Linked DNA regions of Mus musculus: all the other regions are linked to region 1. Evidence: chromatin contacts called from public Hi-C, HiChIP or PLAC-seq and promoter capture Hi-C data. All regions are on one chromosome and are shown on one strand. Each heading gives the region's core, a stretch centred on a gene start, on an enhancer-like site or on the middle of the called end of the contact. The rest is flanking DNA. Distances are from core to core; before and after follow the strand shown. Region 1 holds the start of Galt (galactose-1-phosphate uridyl transferase). Region 2 holds the start of Hrct1 (histidine rich carboxyl terminus 1). Region 3 holds the start of Npr2 (natriuretic peptide receptor 2). Region 4 holds the start of Tesk1 (testis specific protein kinase 1). Region 5 holds the start of Aco1 (aconitase 1). Region 6 holds the start of Ddx58 (DEAD/H box helicase 58). Region 7 holds the start of Ndufb6 (NADH:ubiquinone oxidoreductase subunit B6).

Region 1 (4,313 bases), core at 760-3,259:
GAAAGGCCACACTGCCCAGAAGGGGACCAGAACTATCCAGTGCTCACTGGTTAGGACCAGACGTTCCTGGACGCACAGAATGGAAGTGAATCGTGCATGTGAGAGGGGGAAGGGCACAGGCCGCAGGGAAACAGAAGGCTCTCACTAGCACCTACCCTAAGCCACCATAATATTCCTTTAGGTGGCTGCTAATGTCCTATCCCCCTTTAAAGCACGTCTCTCTGTGAGGGTAAAAGGTCTGGTCTACCTTCCTGAGGAGCTCTTGGTGACCATATTCCAATAACAAAGGTTTTCCATGCTGGCTGTGATAGGTCTGCTGGGATCGCTCTTCACGCTGGGCGATATCTGGCAGGAAGCTGCTAGCCCAAACCTGTCAAAGGGCAAGCACAAAGAAGAGCAGGCCAGCCCATTATCTCTGAGCCTCCGAATTACCAATGTATTTCTTTTGCCCTATCTCTTAATCTAGTAGTCCTGTCCACAATGCCGGTGGACTCAGCCAAGAAAGCCATTAAGGCCTGTCACATACTTGCCTGGCAGTGGGGATGGGGGTTAGAACAGCCCATCATGGCTCCTTTATTTTCAAAGATCTATTGGGTAGAAAGGAGAGAGATATTCAATAGTCACACAGACATCAAGTCAACCCCTCCTCACCATACCCTGTGGAAGCAGTAATGGTTCTCCCCCAAACCAAAGTTACACCTCCCCCTCACAGACCTGCACCCAAGGGTACTGGGCACCCAGCTCCTCTGTGACTGAGGCCCATGCATCGATGACAGCTCGGATCTCAGGGACAGACATGAGTGGCAGCGTCACATCCGACCAGGGGTGGAAGCACATGACCTTACTAGGTGGTGAGGGAAAAATGACATAGGGAAGTGGATTGGGTGCTAAGGGCAGGGCCCAAGCTCAGGTCTTCGTCTTCAGACCTGGGCTGGAGGTTGTAAGAGGGGAAACCCAAAGTTACCAAACTCCTCTGGCGGCCTCTGCTCGGAAGAGAGGGTGGTCACTGGGTCCTGGAATAAAGGAGTATTACTCTCTGTAGCACAGGTACCCGGGTCAGACCCAGTCTCCCTTCTCCCCAACAGTGGTTAAATTGAGGGTACCTGGATCCGGAGCATCGGGCTGCAGAGCCGGGAAGTCATTGTCAAACAGAAAGGTACCATCATAGTGGGGATTCACCTACTGACAAGAATAGGCTAGAAATACTACCTGACGGAATTCAAGGGCTATCCAGGCTGCAACGGGGGCGAGGAAGGCCCCACTCAAAGGATCAAAATTGCTTGCCCGGAAATGACCCAAAAGGAGGCGCACTGCTCCCCCTTGTGGGCGAAGGGTAGTAATAAGGAAGAAGGATTTTTTTCCTATCCCAGTTGGTGGCTGTGTATTCGGGCTTACCTCCCCATTAGCTCGTGTGGCCCCGGGACACAGAGGGTTGAGTGGGTCGTGGCGGGGCACTGTCTTCAGAAGCTGGGGCTCCACTTGTCCTTGCCAGGGCCGCTTCATGCGATGAGCCGACACTAACACCCACTCGTCCTGGAGCGGGTTGTAGCGAATATGCTGGTGTTCTGGGGAGAGACAAGGATCAGTCAGCAAAACTCCCTGTCTCTCTCTTCCCCGAGTGGCTCTAATGCCCTAGCAGGCCCAAGTACAGGGACGCTCGGTCGGCGCAGTGTTTCTAGAAGCTATAGGCTGGCGGAGGGGAGTTAAAGGGTTAAACGCTTTCCGTGCCACACGGCCTGCAAGCCCCTCCTTCCCTCGCCCGCCACCCTGGCCTCGGGTAGGAGTGCCGACCTTGACTCTGGGACTAGAACTTCCTACGGAAAAGGAAGGCTCGGCTCCGCACCGTAGCGGGTCCAGGCCGCCCAGCAATTACCGCTCGCCCGGAAGGTCGCTGCCATGGCGTCCGCCTCTGAAGCCTGCTGGCGCTGCTCAGGATCGGCTCCGCTATGCGACGTGAGGCCACACGAATTGACCTAAGGTACACAAGGTGAGCGCCCCATTCCATGTCTCCCCCCGCCCACCCTGGATGATTGGCTAGTCGCCAACACGTGACGGTGGGGGCACAGCCTGCCACTTGAGGGCGGGGCTCGGGACCGCCACGCTCACTTCCCCAGGTTGTTTTGATGATTCTCCTGCACACCGGATTGTAGCTACTTCTCTGGAGAGCATCTGTGAAAACTGGTTGCTGTGTCCATTCGTCCCGCCACGGATTCGGGTTGCTTGCACGACATTAGGGCTATTTATTGGAGCATGACATATCAGCTTCACCACTCAAGGACACTCCTGCCAGCAGCCTTTAACTGCCAATAGTCCATCAGAAAGGGCGGAGCCTCGTGAGTGCACCGCCCCCCAAACCGGTAAGAAACCTCTATGGGTCCATTCTCATGTTTTGTGCAGGTAACCACAGGTGTAGTGAGTTCTTGTGTTTGCACATCAGGCCCTGTCCTGTTCAGAAGACATCGTTTTTACTGAGCATCTTAACCGTGTGCCAGGCACCTAGGTTCTGTGTGGAGCATAGAGACGCCCTGTGCAAAGACCAGCAGCATTCTGAACTCATGACCTGGGTCACCTGCGGAGCTGCTGTGTGTGGTTAAGATGCAAGTTGTGGAGAGGGGGTGGAGGTGAGGAACTTGATCATACTATAGATGAAGCCTGCAGCCTGGCCCTTCAGGTATTGCCCGGATGTGTGAGTATTTCACTGTAACTATGCCTCTAGCCTCAGGAGCAGAAATAAGGTTAGATAAAGAGAACTGAGTAAGTATAGGGTGTGGTGGTACACACCTGTAATCCCAGCACTCCAGAAACAGAGACAGTAAACTTACAAGTTCAAGTTCAGCCTGCGCAGTTATACATAACAAGGCCCAATCTATATAAAAGTAAACCAAACGGCCAGTGGTGGTGCACACCATTAATCCCAGCACTTGGGAGGCAGAGGCAGGCAGATTTCTGAGTTCGAGGCCAGCCTGGTTTACAGAGTGAGTGCCAGGACAGCCAGGGCTACACAGAGAAACCCTGTCTCGAAAAAAAAAAAAAAAGTAAACCAAAAGACAGTAATGTGTGTGTGTGTGTGCGCGCGTGTATGCGTTTGTGCATACATACCAGGCACAGTGATGCATTTGCCTATAGTCTCAGCTACTCTAGAAGCTGAAGCAGAAGATCAATTGAGCCCACAAGTTCTAGACCATCCTGGCCAATATAGTGAAGCCAATTTCAAAAACAAGCAAAAGGCCATCAGTATTTGAAGGGCAGAGACAGGCATATCAATGAGTAGCCTGGCTACATAGAACATTCTAGGCTGTTGAGGTTTGGTCTGTTGCTATGTATTATGATGCAAAATACTGGCTGGGGAGGTGGGGAGCTGGAGAGATGGCTCAGGGATTAAGAGCACCAACTGCTCTTCCAGAGGTCTTGAGTTCAATTCCCAGCAACCACATAGTGGCTCACAACCATTTGTAATGGGGTCTGTTGCCCTCTTCTGGTGTGTCTGAAGAAAGCAATGGTGGTGTACTCATATGTATAAAATAAATAAATAAATAAATAAATATTTTAAATACTGGCTCCCAAGGTCTGGTCACTCCCACAGACAAGGACATTCTCATCTATACCAAGTGATGCTATGCATCCTTGCCCCTCAAGTTATCCCTGATTGGTTAACAAAGATGCCTACAGCCTATAGCTGGGCAGGAGAGAAGAAGAGAAATAGGCAGGACTTCAGTTCCCCCAGCTTGAGGGTATATAGCAGAGGGGGGTATGGGGAGGAGAGGAGAGGGAAGGGGAGGGGAGGAGGAGGAGGCGGGGGGGGGGGGGGAGGAGAGGGAGAAGACACTATGGGGTAGGATCCTGAGAACTGGCCATGAGGGCAGACCAGTTGGAGTAAGAGCAGCCCAAATGGGACTTAGCAAGTCACATCCCTTAGTTTAGACAAAATAGCCATAGAGGGTTGATATGCCCAGCTCTACTGCTGTCTTAGGCTTATTACAAATATAAAGGTTTAGTTTTTGTTATCTGTGTAGCAGGAACAGTAGGGCTACCTCTATGTAAACGCTGGGGTCAAGGCAGCCACAAAAGCACCTCCTGCAGGAGGACCTAATTGAGGACTGCCTGAGAGACCAAGGATTGCTGGTGCAGACAATGCCAGCCAATCAGGAACTGCTGTTTAGAAGAGATGCTTTCTTGAGACCAATGGGGCACGGGTGGAGTGTGTTAAAGGAGCTTGCAGCAGTGTTCAGATGAACTTGCTGAAAAGATTCTCACCTGCTCCCAAGGTCTGTGTCGATGATGCCACTGTGACACCTCACCTCCAACCCTCAAGC
Region 2 (4,313 bases), core at 965-3,464, 2.0 Mb before region 1:
TCCCAGTTTCTCCAAGGTCCAAGAGAACTTCAGTAGCAGTATGGGCAAACAGCCCACTCACAGGACAGGAGAGTAAACAATATACTGCCCTGTTCTACCACAGCCCCTCTTCTAAGATGCTCTGACAATCAGGGCTCATCCTCCACAAGGGTACTGTAGGGTAGCTCGTTGAATCCCCAACATCGCCTGGTGGGGTTGGGAGCTGGGCCCTAGAGACTGTTGCAACCTTTTATCTTGCTTCTCCTTTGCCTGTTCTTCTAGCGTGCTGGGGAGAACAGGCCAGCATTTTCAACAGGAATGCAGGAAGCTTGTCCGGCCCCGTTTCCTTTTCTGCCTAACCTCTTCCCTCTTTCCCATCTTTGGTGTATCTGTAAAATTCCCGTGAAGCTGCAGTGGGCAGGTCTGCAGCAATGCAGGTGGCTGTAGCTAGAGAGGGACAAGGGTGGAGGGCTGGACTGGGCTAAGCCCGGCAGTGAGGAAAGAGGGATGGGTGTGAAGGACTCCAGAGAGAGAGAGAGATCTGTCCATCAGACCTTTGGTCCACTTTCCCAGTGCAGAAACCCAGTGCAGCTGTCAGTGTGAATTTGCCTCTTCCCTTCCTCACTGGTCACCCCTCGCCTAGTCCTCGCACAGTCCCCTGGGAAACAGAAGGAAAGAGGACATTCTATTCCAGTGAGTCACTGACTTTCTGGCGTTTCCCTCTGCTGCTCTCTGCCCTGCTTCTCCCTGTTCTCAGGCTCAGGCTGGGACGATATTTCCTTCCCCTTCATGGACCCAACCTTTTATTCATAGTGTGTGTGGGTCCTTTGCATGCCTGTTGACTGTGGTAGGAGTCTCTACTATCCATTCCATTTTAAGGAAGGAAAAACTGAGGCTCAGGCCAGGCACATTCTCTTGAGGCCACCCGGCATGCCAAGCAGTTAACTGTTCCCTCCCTCTGGTCTTATCAGCTGCTACTGTGCATCTGCAGACAGGCTGGCTGGAGACTCAGAGTCTGCATAAGAATCCCTATTCAGTCCCCAAACAGACACTGAACCCAGGGTTGGTTCCTGCTCTGGACCAGGCTAGGAGGAGCACTCAGGCAGGGTGCTCCGAGAGCTAGAACCCAGGCTAGGGGTCTCAACTGTCCCTTCTCCAAAGCTCTGGGCCGTCCACACTGAATTCTTCCTCAGAGCTTAGGCGGGGACCACCTACTTCTCTCTGTTCCAGACCCCAGGCTCAGCTCCTTCCAGAAGAGTTCCCAGGGCCCTCATGACTCCCTCCCTCCCACTGTGCCACAGTCAAGAACCAGTTCACACAAAAAGCTTCCTGGTGGCTTTTATTTCTTACAGCCAAGCAGCAGTGAATGCCCGTACCACAGTCTGCCCCTGGAAGCTCATCACAGGGCCTCCCCAATCAGAAGAACTCTCCATCTCCACCTGGGCTCTGGTTCTGCCAGATACCCTTGTTACTTCCAGGGTCACCAGGAGTTGCAGTCACAAGGTAGGAAACTCAGCCAGCCCTGCTCGAAGCTCAAGCCCCACATTGTGTAGAGGGCCACCCAGGTGGGTCTCTGTTGCACATAGGGAGAAGGGCTCATATGCAAATGAAACCCAAGCAGGACCAGGGTCCCAGTACCCCCCTTCATCCCAGAGGCACATCCTTTTCCGTGGCAGCATCAGGATCCACTCATGTTGCTGCTGGATGGAGGGCAGAGCCAGGTAGATGCTATCTATTGGCCTCAGCGGCGGGCTCCATGAGCATGGTGGTGGCGGTGGTGGTGCTTGTGGTGGTGGAGACGATGGGGAGAATGGTGATGGTGGTGGTGAACGCCCACACTGGTCACCCCGGTCACATGGTGATGGTGGTGATGGTGAACAAGTCTTGGGAGACGCAGGCGCCGGCCATGGAAGAGTCGAGGCCGGGCTTGTCGGACTCGGTTTCTCTCCACGTCATGCTCCTGTGATCTGTGGAAAAGGCAGAGGGCCATCAGCCACAGCAACATCAAAAACGCCAGTGCTGTGCCCGTGATCCAGCACACAAGGGTCGTGTTCCCCAGAAGGCCTAACATCTGGAAGCCAGAGGATCTCTGCACTTCACTCAGTGGCTCCCTTCAGCAGCCTCTGCTCAGCCCTCACAGTCACTGAACTCAAGGGTGTCTCGGCTCCTGCAGACTGGAGAACAGCCAGGGAATGTGGGAGAGGTCTGTTTGGACAGGCTTCTCAACAGCCAGAGGCTGTTTGGAGTAGGAAGGGGGAGGCCGTGAAGGAAGAGTGGGTGGAGACCAAGGAGCTGTGGGACTGGCTTGCTTAAGGGGAGGGCCTGAATCAGGGATATGAGGTCAATATTCCATCTATTCCTGCCTCCTGGCAGAAGGAGGGCCCTCCTCTGGGCTTCAGCTTTTCTCCTAGGAACCACTGTATGGAGATTAAAAGTGTAGGCTTAGGATGCACACGATTCCCTAGCTCCGCGACTATCTGTAGCCTGCAACATCCTCTGCTGCTGAGGATCAGTGAGTTAGCCCAAGTCCTGTGAATGTCAGTCAGGGATGGGTGGAGCCTGATGAGGGCCACAAGCCGTTCATCATCCAGGGATGCTTCTCCTGTTGGGTATAGGAAGCCAGAAGGCTTGTCAACTTTGGGTTAACAGGAAGCAGAAAGGAAGCCACTTGAGGTCACACAGGTCAGCCCCTTATCTCCCCGGTCAACAATGTCAGTGGATGGCAGTCCCGTTGCCCTATCATCTGCCCTGTCACAAAGCTCGGGTCATTCCTACCTGCCTGGGAACTTGTTTGGTGACCAGAATGTGCACAGTCTTCCATTCTCTCGTTACTGGTTCTAAATCCTCTGGCCCCCTAGTCACCAAGGATGAGGCTGGGATTCAGGGTGTCCCCAGCATCTCTGTTGTACGCAAGCGGACTGGGCTCCCCAAAGCCCAAGCTCTGTGGCCAGGGTCCTCAGGGGTCCTTCAACCCATTCCTCAAAGCTCCTTCTGGAGAGTGCTCAGCCCCCAAACCTCAGACTGGCTCCAGCTCTGCAGTAGCTCCACTCTGTAAAGTTGGTCAAGGCCCTTCCTCGAGCCCACCGTGTCCTCTCTGGAGATCCCACAGCAGAAGCAAACTCCAGGGACACTCCCCTGCTCTAATCCCAGTCACAGCTGCTTTCTCTGACATCTTTACTGAAAAGCTGCCACAGCAGCTCAAAGGGTTGTACATCACCTTTGGCCAAGCTGGTTTCGAGGGAGGCTAGTCTCCAGAGGCTTCCTGGCCCTCTGGAGAAGTCACTTGAACTTTTAATGAGGCTTGTATAGAGAACTCCTCCTGCAGACTCCTGGGGCTTTGGAGCCAGCTGCCTTCCCTAGAGGCACATTGAAGAAAAAGTCCTATGGGAGCTGGTGGAGAGGGGAGGAGGGAGAAGGGAGGAGGGAGAGGAAAGGGGCATGAAGAAGGGAGCATTAAATGGATAACTTTACAGGAGTTTTCCAAGGAGATGCCCACCCCACACAACCTGGAGACTACCCTGCAATGTGCAGATCTGAAGACTTTCAGTCATTCCTAAGGGTCCCTGGACTCACCCCGCATTAGGGAAACTGAGGCCAAAGAAGGGAAGCAACTTGTCTGAGTCTCTCACCTTTGTGGGTTAGTGTATACCACAAGCAATCTCCAGACTTTTGGTTGGGGTGAGAAGAGCTGTCCAGGGCTAAGGATGCTACCTGCTGTGGGGCCTTCCAGAGACAGTAGAAGATGATGCACAAAGGGGGTGGGGGGGGGCGAGCTTGAGGGCCAGAGATGAAGAGACACCCATCTACACTCAATACACGCTTATTTTATGAGATGCCTATTTTCTCCCCATTTGGATAAAATATAGGACCTTGAAGTGGCCATCGTATTAGCAGCTTCGGAAACTTAGAGGTGACAGGCTGCCATCTCCAGACCTTCAGAAGTAACTACTTAAGTCCCCTGCGGGAAACTGTCCTCCTACTTTTAATCCTGTGACTGCTTCCCTGATCATTTTGAATGGCCTGACTGGACACAGGTTCTGTTAGATTGATGACCTGAGAGGGACTGGCTCTGATGAAGTAGGGCCACCCTCAGGAAAGCTATCCTGTGGCCCTGTCATTGAATAGCCCCCTTCCGTTGAGTCTTTATTCTGCAGCCTTCTTAGTCAGGCCTGTCAGACCACCAGCTGATGGGCAAGCCCTTGAAAAGTCTTCCTATCTCACTTCAATCCTGTGCTTTTCTGGATGCCTCACCTCAGCGAGTGTCTTTGTATGCACACAGACACATTTAAAGTAATGTCCCCTGTGGGGACTCATGAGCCTCATGTTTGTGTCCA
Region 3 (4,313 bases), core at 1,172-3,671, 1.9 Mb before region 1:
AACCCTTTTTAAAGCCCATATCTATAATCCCAGTACTTGTTCAAGGCCAGTCTGAGACCCTGTCTCAAAACATGGACCAAGCTTTCTTACCAGGCCAACCATGCAAACTGTCTGTCCCCTGAACAGTCTTCTGGATCCCTGTTTCACCACTCTGTGGGTCTGGCGTGTGCCATGAAAATTACAACAGATTCATTTCCTTTACAAAAGCCTATATCCACCATTCCTCTCCAGAACCGCTGTCTCTTGGGACCTGTTTCATGCACAAAACTGTCTCCTTTCCTCACACACTATATTATAGTTTCACCTTGCCTCTCCAATAAGGATGACAGCCCTTCCCAGGACAAGGCTCAGGTCTTTCCCTTCCTGCCTTCCAGCTCACTGCTGGCACTTAGGAAAGCATCCTAAGATCTCTGGTAGCGGCCAAGGTCAGTCTTGGCAAGCACACTAGGTAACAGTCACAAATCTCAGGAAGGAAGAGTGAGACCAGACACAGAACATTTCTGACCATTTCCCTTCCATAGCACACCACACCTGCCCTATTCCAGAGCCTTCAGGAGGGTCTTGGGAGAAACAGATCCTCCAACCAAGTGAGTCTTCCCATCTTTAGTTTGGGTTCCAAAGGTACCTGAAAGGCCTCTCTGAGGGCCTGGGCCTGTTCCTGGGTTCGATTGTCCTGCCATGGCCGGCCTGTTGCACGGGTGGGGCCTGCTCGGAGACTCTCCCCAAAGACATCAAGGTAAAAGAAGACATAGTCCCCATTGGTCAGGTTCTCCCTCTGGGCCTGAAGCAGGATCTCATGCAGCATTTCCAGGGGGCCGCAGATATACACAACTGGGAGTGCACAGGACAGAAGGGCACCCTGAGACAGCATCCAGGTCCCCCCTCCTCTCTGAGTCATCCCATTACAAGAGAGTGCCCTACCCATCGACCACCCAACAGATGTTCCCATCCCTCCCCTTAGAGCTCATGTCGCAAGTGCCCTGGGGCCACATGGACCATCTGGTCCAAGTCAGAGCCCAACTCCAGACCCCAGAGACTGGCGTGATGACCCAAGCCCCTCCTTCCCCCAAAGCTGTGTTTGCTAGACTTCACAGCCCCCACGTCCCCTCCTGCCTACCTCTCCCTAGGCTCACAAGCACTTGTGCTCACAATTTTTGTGTGAGCCTTACCTGCTTTCCCAATCAAACCTGAACCCATAGAGTCATCTCTATGCTACCAAGAGGCTTTGTGTTCCAATCTAAGGGGTCTCTGCTCACAGACAGGTGCACATTTCAGATCAGACATCACCCACATCCACTACTCAAACCCCAGCCCCAGGCTCAGCCTTGCTGACCTCTGACTGATGCCAGGTTCTCTCAGGAGCTCTGTCCTCAAAAGTTCCTCCATCCCAACCATCACATAGAACTCTCCCCTTCCTATCTCTGCCTATTTCTCTGTGTTGCACTGCTCCAGGGACATAGCGGCCCACCTCCCCTGTTTCTAAAACAGCCCGGGCCACACTTACTGCGCCCGTTGGCTCTGATGAAGTGGGTGGCTTGCTCAGGGCCACCTGGCTCTCGGGCATACACCTGGTGCTGCACACTGAGGTTGCTGCCCTGCAGGGCCTCAAAGACGCCCTCGATGGTGAAGTAGTGGGGCCGGTCATCTGTGCGAGCATCCAGATACAGCAAAGCAGCCCGAGCTGTCCAATTGAAGTGCCCGTGCAATGTCACTACAAACTCACCCAGCTTGGGCGCAGAGGGGCCAGTGCGAACCAGGGTACGATAATGCTCATTCTTAGCTGCAAAGCCAGAGGCCACTGCCCCCGCAGTCAGGAGGGGAAGGCGCCAGTGTGAGGCAAAGCGAGCCACAGAGGCAGCGGGGTACACACAACCGGGGCCCAACAGAAGGTCGGGGTCATGGTACAGCTTGAGGTCCACAGCGCGCAGTGGTGCCAGGTACTCAGAGCAGGCGCCGTCTAGTTCGGAGCTGACAAACCGCAGGTCCACGGGCAGTGCCCGGCCCAGTGCCTCCACAGCCAGTGCCACAGCAGGACCCACCCGTGGCCAGGCCCAGGCATAGCTCAGGTTGTGTTCTGGCAGCACCACCGCCAGCGTCAGGTTCCGTGCCCCCGGAGGACGCACCCCACCTGCCAGGGCTGCCACCACCAGCAGCAGGGATGGCAGTGCCATGGGGATAGAGCAGCTGACCCACGGTCCCCCGAACCAGGGGCCGCTCTGGCCTACTGGGCAGGCACAAGCGCCACCCAGCCTGGAGCCTGGGGAAGAGGGCCAGGAAGAGAAGTGGGGGCAAGCTTAGTCGGCCCGGATACAGAAAGTGCTGGGGACCACGCAAGAAGAGGATGGGGGGAAACCTGGGTCGGGAAGGAGTGGGCTACCAGCCCACAGCCAGGTCCAGGGACTAAGGATAGGGTGGCAGAAGGAAGAAGAGACCAAGGGGGCCTGCGACCGGGATGAGGACAGTGAGAGGTGAAGTAGCCTGACAATTCCAAGCCGAGAAGGGAGGAATCTGAGCCTGGGATGGGGTAGGGACTTGGGGGAGGCTGGCACAAAGAAACGGCCCGGGGACACCTCACAGCTGATCGGGCCGGGAGAGCAAAGAGCTGCGAGAAGCCAGAGCCCCGGGCTGAGGTGGGAGGGCGCCCGCCGCGGAAGGACTGGGACATGGGCAGGCAGGGAGCGAAGCGAGGCCTGGGCCAGAGGGGAGGGAAAGGCAGGGGTGACTCTCCCAGTGACGGCTTCTCCCGAAGCTCCTGCCTGGACTAACGGGCCCGGGCGCTGGTCCCATCCGGAGCTGCGGCGGCCCCGCCCGTGTCCCCCGCTCCTCTCCGCTCCGCTTCTCCCGGGCCCGGCGGCCTGCGCTGCCCGCCGCTGCCTCCCGCCCCCCGCCTGGGCCCCCGCGCGCGCCGCTCGCTCGTCCAGGTCAGGTCGCCTCGGCCCGGCGCGTCTCCGCTCGCTGCGCCCGCGGCGGCGGCCGAGTGTGACTTCCCCGGCAGGCCGCCCGACCCCGCCCCTCCCCCTCCCCTCCCCGCCCGGCCCCACCCTCCGGCTGCTGCTGCCACCCCCACCCCTGCCTGGCGCCCAGGGACCTCCCAGTCCCCAAACCACCCGGTGAGCGCCCCAGGGGCTCAGCACCCCGGGCCTCTAGGCCAGCGAGGTTCATGGGCGTCCCCATACTGTAAGGGCCTTCCTCTGCTTCCCCCAAGCCCCTTGTGCACAGGACTGCTCCCATCTCACTCATGCCTGCCTTCTTCCCTTGACACCCCACTTTTCTTAGAGTCCATTCACTCAATCAGATTTCCGCAGATGCTCCAGTCTCCAGGAAACTGTCAGAAATCCCCAATCACTGGGTATCCATTTATTCCTGGGTAGGGAAAACTCTACCCATCTCCTCAACGCCAGAGTGCTTTTCCTCAGGCAGGAGGAAGTCAGACCCTCATGGCACCAAAGGACTCCATTCTTCTCGGATCTTTATGGAGTCCACGAGTCCTCCTCTTCCTGGGGACTCAACTCTCCACTCTGTTTCTGTCTCCACGGTCGTTCTGCTCTTATGCCTATTGGATCCATCAGCCATCTGTTCCCAGGGCCTTGTCCTTTTGTCTTCCTGAGCCACACTTGGTGGGAGCTTATGGACTGACTAAGCCTAACAGGCCTCAGCAATTAAAGTTCATTGTACCCCCACCTAGGGATCCACCTCACTCCTAAAATTCCAGGCTAGAAAGTTCATCCAGGTACCCCTTATCTGGAGTGCTGACCCCATCTGGAAGAACAGCTTGTGAGAGATGACATCATTGCAAAGGGAACAGCTATGGCACCTTGGGGAGTTCTCAAATTATCAAAAAGGACATGCACATAAACACATTCTCCTCCATGCCGACAGCCAGTTTCTCTCCCACTTGAAGCCACTTCTCCAGAAATCACAGTGCCAAGAAGCCAAAGGCTCCCCAGCAGAGACTGAGAGCTTGCAGGCTGAGGACAATCTTTCTCTGAGATGAAGGCGACCCCTAGTGGCTTGAGGAGAAATTAAGGACCGAGTCTTTTTATTCAGAGCCATGAGTTCTGGCTGCTGTAGGCTGGAACACGAAAGAAGCTAATTGTTTCAGCTCTTGCCTTAGAGGGGCACACAGCTAAAAACCCTGGTCCCTGGAGTGAACACAGAGGTCATAAGAAAGCCACATTGACAAGTGGCCCTGCTGGATGCTCTATCCAAATAGAAGCTTATGGGTACCCCTCCCCCCTTTAAAGAACACCGAGGGAAATGAATTCTTGCTCCAGGCTGTCAATCCTGTTGGTGAAAAGGAATTATGCTCTGTC
Region 4 (4,313 bases), core at 474-2,973, 1.7 Mb before region 1:
CTGTAAGAGCCCGGGCTCCACTGCATCTCCCTCCTTTCCCAAGGGACTTTTCCTCCTGCCCAGCAAGCTGTCCAGCAAGAGGCTAGGCCGTTCACCTGAGGATGTTAGGGTGCCGGAGCCGGTTCATCAGCTGCACCTCCCTTAGCGTGTTGCTCCGGTTACTGGGGAGCTTGTTCATCTTCAGCACCATGACTTGTCCCGACTGTCGGTGCCGAACCTGGGGGAGGCAAGGCTCCGTGTGTGCCCGACAGGTTGGGTGGCTGCTAGCTCAAGGATCTCTAACCCAGGCTGCGGGGCCTCTAAGTTCTAGCCTCCCGTCCAAGGCTCGGTCCCGCCCCTCTGTCCTCTCTGCGGGTCCTACCTTGTAGACCTCAGAGAAGAAACCGGCCCCGATCTTCTCTGCGCAGTCGAAATCGTCCACACGCGCAAGGCTGGACACGGCGCTGCGGAGGGCCCGGTAGGAGGAGGGCCGGCCCCGGCCCGGGCCTCCGCCTGCGCCCCCCGGCCCCTCCCCCGGAGCCTCTCCGGGCCCGGGGCCCCGCAGCGGCGGCCGTTCCCCGGCCATGGCCGGGCCCCCAGCCCCGGCCTGCTTCACATGGCCGGATCCCCGGGACCCGGGCAGGCCGCGCTCGCCATGGGCGCCGGCCCAACCCGATCCCGGGGGCCGGGACTCCCGCCCGGTGGACTCCTGGAGGACCTGCCGAAGGTCCTGGGCCCGCCCCCGCCGCGCCGGCGAGTTGGGCCCGGTGGAACGCCGCGGCTCTCCGCTCTGCGCGGGGCCTGGGCCTGGGCCTGGGCCGGGCGGCGGCGGCGCTCCCGGGCGCCGGCGGCGGGCTCCCCGCGGGCGGCTGCTGCTCCGCTTCGCCGCCGGGCTCAGGCTGTGCGGCCTGCCCGGGGCGGGGCCCGGCCCGGTCTGCGGTTAACTCCTTGGAGCCCGGGCTGCGGCCCGGCCACGCCCCCTCAGGTGCGTCCCCCGCGCGTAGGCCGGGGCGTGAATCACAGGACGACTTGAGGGTTGACTGCTGGCGCTAATTCTCCTGCGCCCTGGGCTCCACGGATCGACCACGCTGCCTGCCCGGTCTGCGTCCGACTCCGACTGTCCATTTCAGGGGGGTTTCTGACCCCGACACTCTAAATCTCGGGGCTCGCTAACACCTGTCTTCTCCGATCGCAGTATCCAGGGCTGTAGGGAGCCTCTGGCCTTCGCATCCCTGACCTGCTCGACTCCTTCTCACTCCATCTCCATCCCCCTAAGTAAAGTTGAGATTCCGACGCTCGATCCGGTGACCACCCTCTTACTTCTTTGTCCTAATAACCCTCTCTTCGGAGACGCCTGCACCTGCAAGGAGGCCCCGCCCTCGGCAGGATCCCGCCCCCTCAAAGGCCGCTGCCCCTCGGAGCCCGCTCTCCTTCGGGGGACCTTTCCTACGGATGACACTGCTACATCCGTGTGTTCCCCGAGCCCCTCAGTGCTGCACCCCCTCCTCTTTGTGTTCCTCTCACTAAAAGAGACCTGGCAGAGTGACTCGGCTAGTCATTGTGACCCCTCCTCTCAAGGTGACTCCTCCCCTCGCTAGCGCCCAGCGGTGTGACCCCTTTCGGCAGGTTGCGCCCCACGTCGGTAGACGCCAGTGTGCCCCCTCAGTCCAGAGGAGGAGGTGCAGAGGCCTCTACAGCGGTTGGGATCCTCGGAGTGCGCACGCCCGGTCTCGGGACGTGGCTTTCGCTGTTGCCGATGTTTCCGGCTCTGCCACGGACTCCTCCCCTCAAGGTCATCGGGAAGGTAGCCAATCGTCGCTAGGGTTGCGTGACGTCACTGGATCCCGGCAGAGGTCTCCTGGCATCCGTGAGCGTCCTGCCACCTCGCGGCGGAATGGAGTGAGGGCAGGCTGAATGTGCAAGGCCGTCTTGAGAGTGCACCGTATAAGGGAATCGTTCAGGTTTGGAGAGAGAACAGTCATGCACAGTTGTTCTAGAAAAGGAGAGTAGGCCAATGCGTGTTCTTTTCCCCCACTGGTAACAGCAAAACATACTCATCGCATTAAATTAGAGTTAATTCTGAGAACCTATTTGTAATCTTTTGTGTAGAGATTGAAACGGTCTTGCCCTGTAGCCCATGCTGGCTTTGGATTCATACCACACCATACCACTTTGTGCTGGGATTACAAACATATGCTACCCCTCCTGGCAGGATTTTATTTTCCATAGTTTGTGCAAGGTCTGAAGACACTCGGAATTTGTACCTGTAGGATACCCTCACTGTAGTAAGCTTAACTGACACTGGATTCTGTCCCATTAGTCATTTTGAGGATCAATGTCTGTGACAGTAGTTTCATGCTGAATTGTGTGTGTGTGTTTAGGAAGGGCGCTGTGGTGGTTATGGTGAGAGGGAGTGTTTAGGAAGAAGGCCGTGTGGTGGTTCCCTCTGCTGGGGATGCAAGACTGAGCTAGGATACACTAGTAAAAAGGAGGGAATGTTGATGTGCCTGAGAAGCTCTGTGTGTGTGTGTGTGTGTGTGTGTGTGTGTGTGTGTGTGTGTGTGTGTTGGGGGAGTGCAGCAGCCAGGTTCATCGTTAGGTTTCTATCAAGGTTTAAAACTGGTATCACCAGTTTTTAAAAGTTCAGGTGGAAAAGCTGTTGAGTGTAGGAGGTAGATTATCATCAGCCAGCAATAATGATGGTCACAGGGACGATATACTGTCACTCAGGGAGCACGCATGTGCACACTCCCTTCTTTCTCTAGTAAATATACCTGCTTTCAGATACCCTCTGGGCCTGTGACTATCCTGGGAGTAACTCATGGCCACGTGTTTTGTCCACATGTCTGTCCCTGCACCCAGTTATTTGCTGCATAGCTATGGCATTATTTTACCACTGATTAGAAAAAGGAATCTTCATTAAATCGTGGTGTCATTGTTGTGTAGTGGGTTGGTCTGTTGTGGCTCTGTATTCAAATGCTAAAAACTGTATCCCATGACCTGGCTGCTCCAAGACAAGCAGGTCCTCAACTATACCAGCTCTTGTTGTATATTCATGATTGGTTAGTAAAGATGCCTACAGCCTATAGCTGGGCAGAAGAGGTAGGTGGGGCTGAAGGTTCCCGGGCTTGTGTTCAGGCACAGAAGAGAGGAGAGAAGGAAGGGAGGGTGGAGAAGTCGCCATGGGGTGGTGTGGATTGTGAGCACCTGGCCACCAGGGCTGGCCTGTTGGAGTGGGAGTGGCCTAGGTGGAATGTGTGTGGCAAGTGATGTCTTGGGGTTATTGACAAGAAAGCAGACAAAAATAGCCCAGAGGGTTGACATCTGCCCAACTCTAGTGCTGTTAAGGTTTATTATAAAGGTTTGTGTCTTTTAGTTGGGAGGCAAATGATCTAAGGTGGAGTAGAAACCCCCACATAATATCTACCACAACATTGTTGTGCCTTTAAAAACTCATAAAAGACTTGACGACTTGAGCTTGAAGCCTGAGATGCAGGCAAAGGGGGAAGGAGAGCAGCAACTCCACAGACTTACCTCTGACCTCCACATACATGTCCTGACGTGTGTGTCTGCTCACATCTCAACTCCACAGACTTACCTCTGACCTCCACATACGTGTCCTGACGTGTGTGTCCGCTCACATCTCAACTCCACAGACTTACCTCTGACCTCCACATACGTGTCCTGACGTGTGTGTCCGCTCACATCTCAACTCCACAGACTTACCTCTGACCTCCACATACGTGTCCTGATGTGTGTGTCCGCTCACACACACACACACACACACACACACACACACACAATAATAAACAATACAAATGTAAAAACTAATAAAAGTCAGATGAAGACCTGTGATCTCAGTGCTCAGGAGGCTGAGGCAGGAGGATCATGAGTTTGAGGCCAGGCTGGGCTACAGAGCAAGAACTTTTTTTTTAAATCAAGCCAAACCAAGCAATAATTTCTTAATATCAAGTTCACATTTTTCTTTATGTTGGGTTTTCAAAACTGTCTACTTTAATCAGAATCTAAGTGAGATCCTTGGTTTGCTTCTGGAGCAGCTTTTAATCTTTTAAAATTGCTAACCTAGTCTCCATCTTTCCCATTATTATTACCAATTTTTGTTAATTTTACGTGCATGTATGTTTTGCCTGCATGTATATCAGTGCACAGTGTACATGCCTGCTACCCACAGAGGCCAGAAGAGGATGCTGGATACCCTGGAACTGGAGTCACAGATGGCTGTAAGTCTCCATGTGGGTACTGGGAATTGAACCTGGTCTTCTAGAAGAGCAGCCAGTGTTTGTAACAGTCGAGCCATCTCTCTAGGCTCTATA
Region 5 (4,313 bases), core at 845-3,344, 1.6 Mb after region 1:
CTTTTTTTGATGCACACCTTCCTAGCAGGTATTGCTTTCTTACATGACCGTGTTTCATGTACACATACAGGCAGGAAATGATCTCAACTGGACGGTACTTACCTATGCTCTTGACTGTAAATTCCAGACAGGCCCTTCACCTTCTAAAATCATTCATTTCCCAAGGTCCAGAAGAGTTGGAGCTGAGATAAACATCTACTCAAGGATGAATAAGAGAGGCTCCAGTATCAACAATGTGTATAACAAGAACACAAGGGCTCAGATCCCAGCCCCCTTCTCCCGACTGTGGGAGCAACAGCATGAGGACAATCATTTCTAATGTATTACTTAAAGTGCTGAAGCTGCTCAATCAGAACACAATAGCCTCTTTGGGTAGAGGATTAAGAAACTTGTTTGCTTTGAGGTATACATTTTTTGATAATATGTATATAACTTCTATCTCAAATTCCTGTAGACAGCATGAAACAAAGGAAAGACTCTAATGCAGGGTTCCATCTATCACACACAGACACAATGGGCAACTGCTTTCCAGTGGCAGAGGCAGGACCACACACAGAGCTCACCAGGAATGTGGAAGTGGCAGAATTCGGAGACTGGGACACCATACTTCAACAGACCCAAGGCTAGAAACCCCCAACAGAACTGAACACAGGGATAAGGAGGCAAAAACATGCCACCTGGTGTTTTAGACATGACCTCTCAACTGCTTGGTAATCTTACAGCAACCCCTACACATTTGGCATGGTCTAGTCACACCCACCTCCCTGAACTCACAGGTCTGGTGTGCTACATCAGGTTTACACACATCAACTCAGCAGGCACAGAAACAACCAAGGCACACATGAACATCACCCAAAGCCACCACCAACTGTGGGGATCTCGTATTCCGTTGGAAAGTGAGGTCCAGAGTGCTCCTGGGTATCAGAGGTTAACTCCTCCACGGTGCGGAATGGAAGAACCATAAATAAAGTGGCAAACCCAGTGAACTATGCCTCCTAAGCACTGGCTACTTCGGTGGTTCTAAAGTATGCTGCAGAGAAACACAGGCGCAGGTGTTTGGACGGTCAAAACCACTCTTTAAGCAATACAATGTTACATTTTCACCAATATACTTAAAAGTCTTCAGAAGCTACATGACCTGTCATACTGCAACAGGCTGAGTGTCTTCTAAGCAGAGATTTGCAGGAAGGTTAAAGAATGCCATTCTTAATAACAGTGTTTTGGAAACTACAGAATCGGTCTATCTGAATTAAGTATATTAAGTGTCTATACGCTGTATTTATACACTGCAAAAATCAATAGGTACAATCTATATAACAAAGGTTCTTTAGGCGCGCTGCCGGTCCTAAATGCAAAAGTTCGGCAACTTCTGCTGGGAGGCTGTCATGCGTGCTGCAGGGAGATCTGCGGTTCTAGTGCACTGGGCTGGCCAGAGTGGTACAGTCCCGTTCTCCTTGGGTTTCTCAATCAATCACCTTGGACTCTATGCCCTTCCACTGAGGGGGCTCTTACCCTCACCCCGCCTGCCTTCGCCCCGTGCTGGGGACTCCAATCTGCCGGGCACAATCGTTCCTTTCTATCCCGTGGGCTGGGCCTGGCACAATGACACCCCGGCGGTGCGGCCCTCACACCAAGGCGAGAACTCCCGGGGCGCCGAGTAGAGCCACTCCCAGTCCAGAGCGACGCAGGCTGGGGAGCGAGTAGAGAGGTCACCCCAGGAGCCAGCTCCACCGCCTCCCCGCAGCTCTCCCCGTGTCCTCGGGTCTGCACCCGTGGGAAAGGCCTGCACGGACGCCCCGGGGCCGCGTGGTACTCACCGCTCACAGTGCAGTTCCCGGAGCACACAGGCGGGTGCTAGCAATGTCCCAGGCCGACTCCGCGCTCCTCCCACTGAGCGGTCCTCCGGACGCTCCGGCAGCGAGGCGGGACCGGTGGAGAGCGGGCCGGAACCAGCTGCTGCGGGAGAGGGGCGGGGCCCGGGCCTCACTCCGCCCCCCGAGGGGCGGAGCCTGGGCACCTCCTCCCTCTAGAAGCTGCAAGCGATGGCTGAAGCTTGCAGTCTAGTCCGGGTGCGCCCTCCCTTCGGAACCTTCCGATCTTGGCAGATGGGCGGAGTCTAGGGCCTATTCCGCCCCAAGGCCCAGATCTGACTTGAGGTTGCGGCCAAGGGGCAGAGCTTGGGAACACCTCTTCTTTCCAGAGCCTGAAGGCAGACCATACCGAGGGACGAGTCCCAGGCCCCTACATGGCCAGGTTTAGGGGCTGGGCACCGTCCCACCCCTAGAACAAGAGACTCGTGGCCACGGACGGGGGCGGAGCCTAGGACCTGCTCCACCCCTCTGTACCTCCTAGGCCCGAAGGCCCGAAGCTGAAGGCTATTGATCTTCGTGGCTCCTCCCCATAGGCGGGAGAAACTGGGCCCCGAGGCTGCATCTAGCTTTGCTAGTGGCTCAGTCCCAGGAAGTGTAGAGCCGATTTCTAGGCTTTTCCTCTTTTGGAGCGTGGAGAAGGCTGACTGTCCCTCACGAGGGGCAGAGTGTGACATGTAACTGCCTGACTAACGTAGGGAGCCTTAGGATTTCTGTTGCTGCGATGAAACGCCATGACCAAAAAGCAAGCTGAGGAGAAAGGGGTTTATTTGGCTTACACTTCCAATTCACTGGAGGAAGTCAGGACAGGAACACAAGCAGGGCTAGAACCTGGAAGCAAGCACTGATGCAGAGGCCGTGGGGGTGATGCTTAATGCCTTGCTTCCATGCCTTGCTCAGCCTGCTTTATCATAGAACTCAGGACTACCAGCCTAGGTGAGACCACTCACCATGGGCTGGGCCCTCTCCCATTGAGAAAATGGTGAGAAAATGCCTTACAGCTGGATCTCATGGAGGCATTTTCTCAACTGAGACTCCTTCCTCTCTGATGACTAATTTGTGTCAAGTTGGCACACAAAACGCCACCTTTCTTTTAAATGCTGGGTGGTAAGTACGTTTTCTGAGTGCCTCTTCCAGTGTCCCCCACCTCCTCCACCTTGCCCTTCACTTCCTATTCCTACCCCAACTACTGTTTTGTTTTAGATTTCTTCCCGAGGGTTTAGTTGTTTGGGGTTTTTGGTTTGATTTTTGAGTCAGATACTCATGGGCCCCAGGCAGGCTTAGAGCTCATTGTTTGGTGGAACTCCCCAGACCTTGGACTCCCTACATCTACCTTTAAAGTGCCGGGACTGCAGGTTCTGTCCCACCACACCCAGCTCTTATAAAAGGCAGTTTCTCCGTTATTACTAGCTCAAAGCACAGGAAGTATACATCAGGAGCACACTTCAACATGTCTGTAGCTTACACAGAATGCAAACTTTCTATATATAAAACTTGGTTTTAGCCTACAGCAACCCATTAATTACAGCACATGCTGTCCACCGATCTAAAGTCTGAGCTGTGAGACTGAGTGGGGGTTCCGTCCATGCTTAGCAGTTTAGCCTCTCAAGTCAATGTGAATTTGGAAACATGATTGATTAGCTCTAGATGAAAGGATGTAAGGTTTTGCTGCCCAGATCATTTGGAAATTCAGTGTAGGCTTCTACATTGAGTTAACACGAACGAGCATCATATAGGGAGAATGACTAGTAACTAGTATGTCAAGCACTTGGCTAGCGATGGGTTTTGCTGCTCTAGGTTGCTCCCTTAGTGTTGAAGGCCCTGAGTTCCAGGAACTCATCACAGGGTGGATTTGAGTTCCAAGCTGTCCAAGCCTAAGGCTGGTTATTCCAGGTACTCAGGGCAGAGGTGTATTGCTCTTGCTTCCTTCTGCTCTGCAGCAGGTAGAGTTATAACTCCTGATCTTTGGCTGAGACCAAGCTTTACAGTCTCTGCTTTTTGTTCTTCAGAGCCCCTGCCTGTCTTTACACTTTTGCTATTCCTATATAGTCATAGTTTCTTGCATTTTCTTTGGAAACCCTTTAACCACTCCCTAGTGTTATAGTTCAGAGCTCTTGAAGGGCTCGGGAACTCTTAGCTGCCTTCTGTGTTGTTGCTCTGAGCTTTGGCCGTTGGGGTCTCTTAGATCTTGATGACTCTGGAATGCTTCAGCTACCTCATCATTGCCAATGCCAGTGCTGCTGTCTGTGCCATCAGATATGGAAGTCGCATTTTCCTCCATACAACCTGCCTAGCTTGATTAAGACTGTAGACAAAGAGATTATTTGTTAGGTGTTGTGCTAGGCCTAATATTGCAATCCCAGAAGAAGTCTCGAAGATTAAAAAAACAATTAGGGGAAACAGTCTTCTCACATAGCCGGAAGGGGACTATGACATACTTGTGTA
Region 6 (4,313 bases), core at 538-3,037, 1.5 Mb after region 1:
CTGCATCTGTGGGCTCAGCGCAGCCCTGATAAACATCCAGTTGGTAGTTACTTGGTTTTGTTTTTCAATTGACCTGTTGGTATTGGATATGGAAATGTAAAACCCCCCGGCATGGTTTTACACACTTTATAATGAGAAACAAGTTTGGGGGACTCAATACTACCTGATTTCAAGATTTCATTTGCAATCTGCAGTAACCCAGGTGAAGTGGTTGGTACTGTTATAAATGTCAGGGAGTAGAAACAGTTGGAAGAGAGTCAGAAGCAGATCTACACACGTAAAGTCCGTTTTGTCTTTTTCTTTTTCCTGATAAAGGTCCCAAGGCTATCCAGAAACGGTAGGTTTTCAGCATATGTGAGAGTATACAATCAGAAGTCTGGAAAAAGTTGCTGTAGTTTTCGTGTTATATCGAAAAGTTAATTTGAAATAACTGTAGAACCAAGAGTAAAACTAAACGTATGATCACTCTAAAAGAAGCGTTGGATAACTTCCAGAGCTGGTGTGCTGGGTACTTTTAGGTCAATTTGACACAAGCTGAATTCATCATAGAGGAGGGGCCTTCAATTAAGGAAATCATAAGACTGGCCTGTAGGGCTTTTGTTGTTGTTGTTGTTGTTTTGCTTTTTTTTGTTGTTGTTGTTTTGTTTTTTTGAGACAGGGTTTCTCTGTATAGCCCTGGCTGTCCTGGAACTCACTATGTAGACCAAACTGGCCTCGAACTCAGAAATCCGCCTGCCTCTGGAGTGCTGGGATTAAAGGCGTGTGCCACCACACCCGGCTAGGGCATTTTCTTTAAATTTTTTTTTTCACTTTTTTTTTTAACGTATTCACTTTACATCCCACTCACTGTCCCCTCCCAGTCACTTCATGCCCCCTCCCCTACTCAGTCACTTCATGCCCCCTCCCCTACTCTGAGCGGTTGGAGGCCCCTTTGGGTATCAAACAAACACACACACACACACACACACACACACACACACACACACACACACACACACACTGGCATATCAAGTCTCTGTTAGGCTAGGCGCATCCTCTCCCACTGAGGTCAGACAAGACTGCCCAGCTAGAAGAACATATCCCACGGACAGGCAACAGCTTTTGGGACAGCCACGCTCCAGTTGTTTGGGACTCATAAAAGACTAAACTCACACCTGCTACAAAAGTGCAGGGAGGCCTAGGTCCAGCCTGTGTGTGCTCTTTGCTTAGTGGTGTCTCTGAGAGCCCTAAGGATCAAAGTTTGTTGACTCTGTTGGTCTTCCTGTGGAGTTCCTATCCCCTTCGTCCCCCTCCCCACCCTGCAATCTTTCCCTCAACTCTTCTTTAGGCCTGGTGGTGGTGGTGTGGTGGCATGGAGGAGGTGGTGGAGGGGGTGGGGGTCTTTAATCCCGGTTCTTGTGAGACCGAAGCAGGGACGATTTCGGAGCTCTGTGAGTTTGAGGCCAGCCTGGTCTATAGATCTAGTTCCAGGACAGTCAGAGCTACATAGAGAAACCCTGCCCCGAGGGGGGGGGGGCGCGGGGAATGGTTAAAGATTATTGCAGGACCCAGCTGATCTGTGGAAGAGGTAACGGGTGTTTATGTTTTTCGAAACTCATTGAACAATGCACTTCAATTGTGCGCACTTTAGAAATATAAAGCCACCACGCGAAAAGCTGCGCCCCAACTTAAAGGCAATTTCCAAGGTACTTCTGGGTCCTTGCGGTTCAGTGGCTGTCTAGGTTCAGAAACGAAACTGGATCCCCGCCCCGCCCCCCCGCCCCCCCCCTCCCCAGCGCCCTGAGGCAGTTTCGATTTCCTATGGCCAGCCGGCTAGGCAGCTTTTTCATCGGGACTCCTTGGAAAGTCCCCACTTCGTTCATCTCTGGCGGATTTGCGGGAGCCAGGGCGCTCATCGATCGCCTGGAGCCACAGAATGACAGCGGAGCAGCGGCAGAATCTGCAAGCATTCAGAGACTATATCAAGAAGATTCTGGACCCCACCTACATCCTCAGCTACATGAGTTCCTGGCTCGAGGATGGTGAGTGGTCCCCAACTGGGGCTCTCAGGCTCTCCACCTTAGCGAGGGGAAAACATCACTCAGATCAGAAACAATTGAAGGCTCTGCCCCCCCCCCTCCCCCGCGCTGTCCTTAAGTTAATTTGTGTAACCCGGTGTATGTGAGACTCCCAGGCCATATTAGAGTAGACAGCATAGGGATTTGATGGTCAGGAACAAAATTCCTGCAAGCTGTAGTAACTTGCATAAGGATGCCACTCTTTTCTTTCTTTCAATGCTGGGGAAATAGTTTGTTTCTCTTATTTACACCTTCTAGACTGCTGTGTGCCTCCCTTTGTCCTGTCATGAGAAACTGAGAAATCAGAATGCGCCCGCCCCTCCTTAGATTCCTGTACAGAGCAAAGAGCAAGGCTTTGGGCTCGGGCCAAAGGTGGAGGTGGGGGCCGCAGGAAGCAAGAGGACTGACTGACACGCACATTTCTGTCAAAGGATGTTGCTCACAGGAAGTCCGTGGAAGAAAACTTTCTCCAGACTCCGTGTGTTCAGAGTTTAACACAGTTGTTCATATCTAGCTTTGGGGATTTGATTGGTGGATAATAGACTCTTTGTAAATTGCACTGGGTGTTTCCACCTGAGCAAACAGACCTCCCCACCTCACCCCCACCCCCAGGGAGAAGGGAGAGGGCGTTTGAAGGGGTGACCGAGGGCGTGCGGCAGCTACTTTTCATTTTGCCAGTTAAAGCCTAGATGTCTTTCCTGGCGTTGGACGACGGTGGCAACTGCAGGTTAATTCTGACTCTCTTGAGTTCCGAAGCCTAACAGGCTATGCAGAGAGGAGTAAAAGAGCACTACCCAGGGCTACCCACATCCCGGTTGTGTTAGAGAGAAGCAGCAAAAAAGCCCTAATGATTGGGGGCGGGGTCTGAGGAGAGGAAACCCACCCAAGAGGTTTCTTAACACCAGGGTCACTTGCCTTTCAATCCTTTAATCTGATCTTTAGTCATTTACATTAGCATACAAAGTAACTAGTTTCAATACTGAAACAAAGTAACTAGTTTGTTCAGCCATTCCTGCCATTGCTCTTTGTTCTTATTTAATTGCCTCTTCTGTGGCTCTTCCACCCCCTTTACCTGTCCCTCTCTGGATGCCCTCCCCCCCAAATGGTACCCCGTTCTGCTTTCTTATAACATGAGGTTCATCACACTCCCTCCCTCCCTCCCTCCCCCATTTAAAGTATCATCCTTTCCTCTCAGGGTGCCTGTTTTAGTTTCATGAATTTTAGGGTTTTGGTTTTTTGTCTGTTTAGTTATGAGATTTTTTTAAAAATGTGGATTATGTTGAATTTGTAGATTGTTCTTGGTGCTAGAGGCCTTTTTATAGTATTATTTCCACCCATCTTGGGAGATCTTTCTGAAATCTTCCAGTGTCTTCAAGAATTTTTTTTTCCCACTGCCTTAGAAGTTTGCATTGTAGCTATCGTTCACCTCTTTGGTTAGGGTTTGTTGTTATTTGTTTGTTTGAGGCTATTGTGAATAGAACTCCCTCCTTCCCCCATATCTTTCTGGGCCAGGTTGTTCTTAGTATGTAAGTAAGCTACTGGTTTCTGTATGTTTATTTAGAACCCTGCCTCTTGGTTGACTTTTTATGAGGGCTGAGAGTTTGTGGTAGTCTTTGGGGGGTCTTTATAGGATTATATAAGAATCATTTGACTCATTCCTTTCCTATTTGTCTAACTTTTGTTTGTTTGTTTGTTTGTTTTTTTGAGACAGGGTTTCTCTGTATAGCCCTGGCAGTCCTGGAACTCACTTTGTAGACCAGGCTGGCCTCGAACTCAGAAATCTGCCTGCCTCTGCCTCCCGAGTGCTGGGATTAAAGGCGTGCACCACCACACCCGGCCATCATTTCCAAGTTAAAGATTTGATCTACATTAGACGCCGCCACGCAGAAAACCTTGAGACTTGGTGGAAAGGCCAAAGGCCATTAAAATAAATTTTCTTTTTTCTTTCTTCCATTCTTTCCTTTATTCCTTCCTTCCTTTCTTTTTGTTTTCTTTCTTTTCTTTTTCCTTTTTCCTGAGACAGGGTTTCTCTGTATAGCCCTGGCATCCTGGAACTCACTCTGTAGACCAGGCTGGCCTCGAACTCAGAAATCCACCAGCCTTTGCCTCCCAAGTGTTGGGATTAAAGGCATTCGCCACCACTGCCCAAATATTTTATTTATTTATTTATTTATTTATTTTTATATATGTGATGAGTACACTGGAAATTCCATCAAAAAGAGCAGGTTTGACTGGTGTCACTAGATTTACTATTGA
Region 7 (4,313 bases), core at 1,302-3,801, 1.5 Mb after region 1:
TGACCCCACAAGAAGACCATCAGCCTCAACTAACCTGGACCCCTGAGATCTATCAGAAACTGAGCCACCAACCAGGCAGCGTGCGTGAGCTGGTGGAAGGCCTTGACACATTTACAGCCCAGAACTACCTGGTCGGGCCTCAGTGGGAGAAGACCAGCCTAACACTCCAGAAATTTGAGGCCCCAGGGAGTGGGAAGACCTGGTGGTGGTGGGGATCCTCTTGGAGCTGAGGAAGGAGGGGTGGTGTGATGGTGAAGTTTGGCTTGCCAGTTCTTCCTATGTTTGGTATTAAAATGCTTCGTCGAAGAAAATTTCCCCAGAAGTTTTTTGTTACTCTAAGATGTAATTTGTACAGAACACTAGAAAAAATGTCTGATTTTTTTTTTAATGGAAAAGCAAGTGTTGTTTTCAGATGTTGGAACAATGAAAGTTATAATACCACTAATTATCTATTAAAATGACTTACCACATCAAATAATGGGTGGATAAATGGGTCTCTCACAAACTATGGATACAGTCATAATAGACCTTTAAGAAAAGCATTTGGAATTTTTTTTACAGGTAAGTATACACTACACATTCCACAGCTGTTCTATTTCTAGACATCATACAAAGATGGTTCATAGCAACTGGGCTTGCGGTTTCCAAAAATAAGGAAAAACTAATCTGTTGGTTAACAGGTAAATATTTAAACTGTGGTATAACACCTGCAATAGGTTATTATTCAGGAACAACAAAGAATATGCTACTAAGTTCTCCTCATACCTCAACCCCTGGATAGTGATGTTGAGTAACAGGAACAGGACAAAATCAAGTTAAATCTGTGATCCCATTTATAGAAAGTTCTACAAGAACACGGACTCTTTAATAGTGATGGAAAGCAGATCAATGGTTGGTGAGAAAGCAGAGAGGGGAGGGGGAAACTGGCCACAAGGCATAGTGTACAAATTGACATGAGAAATGATTTTTTTTTTCTTACCAGATTTCAAGATAAGTTGTTTTTCAAGGCCATCCAATGGCTGGAGAGATGGCTCAGCGGTTAAGAACACCCAACTGCTCTTCCAGAGGTCTTGAATTCAAATCCCAGGAACCACATGGTGGCTCACAATGATCTATAATGGGATCCAATGCCCTCTTCTGGTGTGTCTGAAGACAGCGACAGTGTACTCATACACACAAAATAAATAAAATCTTTAAAAAAATCATCCAAAAATCAAAAACGAGATTTTTTAATAAAGTATTTTGACTTGGTTATGTGTGACGTGTTTTATATTTTAAAAATCATTCAATTCATACTTACTGATGCTGAAATGTTTTCATCTTTGACCAGAGAAACCTGCTAATCAAGTTGCTTACTGGTCTTAGAAACTTCCCCAGTTCTGGTTCGCTAGAGAGAGCCTTATAAATCATATTCTTCTCTGCTGGAGAACACTCAGGTTCCAGAAGCCCCACCATGTAGCTAGATTCTCCTAATTCAGTCTTCTGACGGAGCAGTAAGTGTTCTTAACCGCTAAGCCACCTCCAAACTCCCTAGTTCCTACTTTTGTGTCTATCCTATCTTCCCTATATAATATTGGTGGTGGTGTTTGAAGCAGTAGTTAGGTTGGGCATACTGGTGTACTTCATCTAGCTCATGAGTAGTGGAGGCAGGGGAATTCGGAGTTTAAGTCCAGTCTCCCTAAATAGCAATTTCAAAGCCAACATGAGATCTTGTCTCCAAAACCAAATACAAATAACAAAATTATTTTCATTTATTACTCTAAAATTTTCAGAGCATGTATATATATTTAGTATCACTACTACTCTCCCTGCTTTTGGATAAAAGGTAGCATACTTGGTGTAGTTGGTTTTATTTACTTATTTATTTTTTTAACTTATCAATAGATTGTAGAAGTTACTCCAGTTATGAATAGAAGGCTCATTTATGGCAGTAGCATACCAATGCTTTACAGTACTATAAGCTTTCCCACTAATCCTCTATTCTGAAATCTGGGAGGTGATTTTTCAATGTTTTGCTATTACATATCGTGTTGTGACGAATATTCGTGCACACCCCTACAAATTTTTACTGCCATACCTTTGGGATGTCTTACAAAGTGGGCCGGCAGAATCAAAGAGTGAGCGAGCCTATGGAAGCCTCCCAAATAAGGTGCTCTTTATTTCTGCAGTACAGAGAGGGAAGAAAACCGAGATAGGCGCTCAAGATTACTTAGCGGGTTACGAAAGAGGTGGGAGCCAAATTCGGACGCAAGTGTCTCTCGGTCAAGAAGAGAATTCAAGGGGGCGAGGCAGAGGTTCGCTAAACCATCGTCCTTGTTCTTCCGGTCCCCTCCCCTACAAGTTCTTTCTCTGAACCCTAGCCCCAGGACTTCTCACACTTTCCAACACCGCCCACTTAGTTCTTAACTCAGGGACCTTCCTGAGCTCATACTTAACCCAGGTTGTTAAAACCCAGGGTCCAAGAGAGGGCTTTGCGCATGAGCAGAGCCTGCTTTCCGCGAAGGAGTCGGCCCGCCCCCAGAGGCGGGGCTGGTGTGGCGTCATCACTCCGCGCCGCTTCCAGGCGCCTCAAGGTCGCTTTGCGGAGCGGGAGGGGCAGGTCAGTGACCGGTCCTGTGTAGGCTCGTCGGCAACATGTCAGGGTACACGCCGGATGAGAAGCTGCGGCTGCAGCAGCTGCGGGAGCTAAGGAGACGATGGCTGAAGGACCAGGAGCTGAGTCCCCGGGAGCCCGTGTTGCCCCCGCGCAGGATGTGGCCCCTGGAGCGATTCTGGGATAACTTTTTGCGGGACGGGGCCGTGTGGAAGAACATGGTGAGTGATGAGCCACACGGGTGTCCGGGTTCCCACCCCGGGTCGCAGCCTGGCCAAGCCTCCCAGCCCACTCCTCTCAGTTCCATCAAGGCCCAACCCTGTCCAGAGCCCGCATACCCGGGAGGGCCCCAAGGGACAATCAGTCCAGGGGCTCAGGTTTAGCGGAGACGCTGTCAGGTCGCTATTGTTCAGGGCTGGGGTCTGGAGTCCAGGAGCAGGTGGCTGTCAGGTGTACTGAGAAGTCGGGTCTTAGGTTTTACAAGACGCTCGCCGCACATGCAGTTCTTTCGAGTGTAGATACCTTTTCTCGGGTTAAACTGGTCAGAATTAACTGAGATCACAGGCTGTGATTTCAGTATTTGAGAACACTTACGCGGTGGGTAGGGTTGAGGTGCCAGAGACTGGCCAGCTGGTATAGTACAGCCCCATGGGGTCGCAACAGAAGACAGGGTTCTATTTGGTATGCTTTGTCAGACTCTAAAGCTCCCTTTCTACGCATCACTGTGTACGTTTAACACACTTTTAGTTACTTTTAAATTGCATTCCATGACCTCCAGGCAGAAAAACCGTTCACTCAAGGACTGCTTTTTATTGTAAGGATTCCAGATATTTTCTTGGAGACTGCTATTAAATCACATCAATGATGAGTAGCGAACATTGTGTGGGAATTGCTTTCAGCTCCTTCCAGTAATTGTGGTAGAAGTAGAAGTAGTAGTTGTACAAAGTCTTGGTTGGTTGGTTGGTTTCTTGAACAACAATGCCTTATGTCTTGCAGAATGGTGCTTATTCTGTCTTAGAATCTATGGATATTCTATAGGAAGCCTCAGAGTTAGTGAAAATACTGAAATTGGTAGGTCAGCCCCAATCTGTCAGGAAATATGTTCCATTTAGAAATTTGTAAAATAATTATCACACATAGTTGGTAGTGGTGGAATGTTTTTGTTTGGTTAGTTGGTTTGGTTTTTGTTCCACACACATTGAAAAATAAGGTAGCTCATGCTAGGGAGAGTAAGCAGCGCATGTTGGTAATCACAGCAGCTCCAGAGGCTGAGGCAGGAGGATAGCCGAGGATCTCTGCAGAGGGAGGCGGGCCAGCCTTGGCTAACGCTTGGGACCCTGTCTCAAGTGAGGGGTGGGGTGAGGCTGGAGAGGTGACTGCTTCAGACCACTTGGCTCTTTCAGAGGACCCAGTTTTGGTTCCCAGCATGCACATGGTGGCTCAAAACTGTCTGTAACTCTAGTTCCAGGGCATCTGATGCTTTCTTCTGTCTGAGCTCTGAGGGCGCCAGGCATACTCCTGGTACACATACATATATGCAGACAGAACACTTACATGCATAAAGTAAATAAATCTAAAAAATAAAACTGTAAAGAGCGGATGTTTGCTTATTTTGTATGTGTTTCCCCCGCAGGTCTTTAAGGCGTACCGCTCCAGTCTCTTCGCTGTTTCTCATGTGCTTATACCTATGTGGTTTGTTCACTATTATGTCAAATATCAT

The links. Promoter capture Hi-C pulls out the DNA fragments that hold promoters and counts their contacts. Hi-C and Micro-C count contacts between places; a contact is called where the count stands out from the background. HiChIP or PLAC-seq counts read pairs in DNA pulled down with a chosen protein or histone mark.
Region 2: a contact with region 1 is called in an HNF4G HiChIP or PLAC-seq map of pancreatic cancer cells. The contact joins the promoter of Hrct1 here to the promoter of Galt in region 1. A contact is called at or near these places in 1 of 39 promoter capture datasets (embryonic stem cells) and 1 of 115 datasets of contacts at active chromatin or transcription factors (pancreatic cancer cells).
Region 3: a contact with region 1 is called in a promoter capture Hi-C map of liver, with 6 times the contacts expected there. The contact joins the promoter of Npr2 here to the promoter of Galt in region 1. A contact is called at or near these places in 3 of 39 promoter capture datasets (hippocampal neurons and liver).
Region 4: a promoter capture Hi-C map of liver shows a contact between it and region 1, with 7 times the contacts expected there. The contact joins the promoter of Tesk1 here to the promoter of Galt in region 1. A contact is called at or near these places in 3 of 39 promoter capture datasets (embryonic stem cells and liver) and 1 of 115 datasets of contacts at active chromatin or transcription factors (embryonic stem cells).
Region 5: a contact with region 1 is called in a promoter capture Hi-C map of pre-B cells, with 6 times the contacts expected there. The contact joins the promoter of Aco1 here to the promoter of Galt in region 1. A contact is called at or near these places in 3 of 39 promoter capture datasets (erythroid cells, neutrophils and pre-B cells), 1 of 484 Hi-C or Micro-C datasets (B cells), 1 of 115 datasets of contacts at active chromatin or transcription factors (bone marrow-derived dendritic cells) and 3 of 9 other capture datasets (adipose tissue, liver and macrophages).
Region 6: a Hi-C map of B cells shows a contact between it and region 1, with 9 read pairs. The contact joins the promoter of Ddx58 here to the promoter of Galt in region 1. A contact is called at or near these places in 1 of 39 promoter capture datasets (pre-B cells), 1 of 484 Hi-C or Micro-C datasets (B cells) and 1 of 9 other capture datasets (liver).
Region 7: a promoter capture Hi-C map of pre-B cells shows a contact between it and region 1, with 6 times the contacts expected there. The contact joins the promoter of Ndufb6 here to the promoter of Galt in region 1. A contact is called at or near these places in 2 of 39 promoter capture datasets (liver and pre-B cells) and 1 of 484 Hi-C or Micro-C datasets (B cells).

The regions. Positions count from the first base shown.
Region 1 is chr4:41,753,213-41,757,525 of GRCm38.p6, reverse strand. It overlaps Galt (galactose-1-phosphate uridyl transferase), which reads right to left and starts at 2,009. Exons shown (of 11, transcript NM_016658.4): 1 at 1,874-2,009; 2 at 1,396-1,565; 3 at 1,104-1,179; 4 at 965-1,013; 5 at 715-844; 6 at 531-587; 7 at 248-370; 8 at 1-66. The coding sequence starts at 1,898. Gm42274 (predicted gene, 42274) reads left to right here and starts at 1,754. Exons shown (of 2, transcript NR_155499.1): 1 at 1,754-2,357.
Region 2 is chr4:43,725,099-43,729,411 of GRCm38.p6, reverse strand. Hrct1 (histidine rich carboxyl terminus 1) reads right to left here and starts at 2,214. Exons shown (of 1, transcript NM_027511.1): 1 at 1,302-2,214. The coding sequence starts at 2,050. The coding sequence ends at 1,721.
Region 3 is chr4:43,630,043-43,634,355 of GRCm38.p6, reverse strand. It overlaps Npr2 (natriuretic peptide receptor 2), which reads right to left and starts at 2,421. Exons shown (of 22, transcript NM_173788.4): 1 at 1,505-2,421; 2 at 626-831. The coding sequence starts at 2,171.
Region 4 is chr4:43,439,687-43,443,999 of GRCm38.p6, reverse strand. It overlaps Tesk1 (testis specific protein kinase 1), which reads right to left and starts at 1,723. Exons shown (of 10, transcript NM_011571.3): 1 at 362-1,723; 2 at 96-217. The coding sequence starts at 565.
Region 5 is chr4:40,141,046-40,145,358 of GRCm38.p6, reverse strand. Aco1 (aconitase 1) reads right to left here and starts at 2,094. Exons shown (of 21, transcript NM_007386.2): 1 at 1,818-2,094.
Region 6 is chr4:40,237,299-40,241,611 of GRCm38.p6, reverse strand. It overlaps Ddx58 (DEAD/H box helicase 58), which reads left to right and starts at 1,787. Exons shown (of 18, transcript NM_172689.3): 1 at 1,787-2,021. The coding sequence starts at 1,916.
Region 7 is chr4:40,277,659-40,281,971 of GRCm38.p6, reverse strand. It overlaps Ndufb6 (NADH:ubiquinone oxidoreductase subunit B6), which reads left to right and starts at 2,551. Exons shown (of 4, transcript NM_001033305.3): 1 at 2,551-2,814; 2 at 4,227-4,313. The coding sequence starts at 2,635.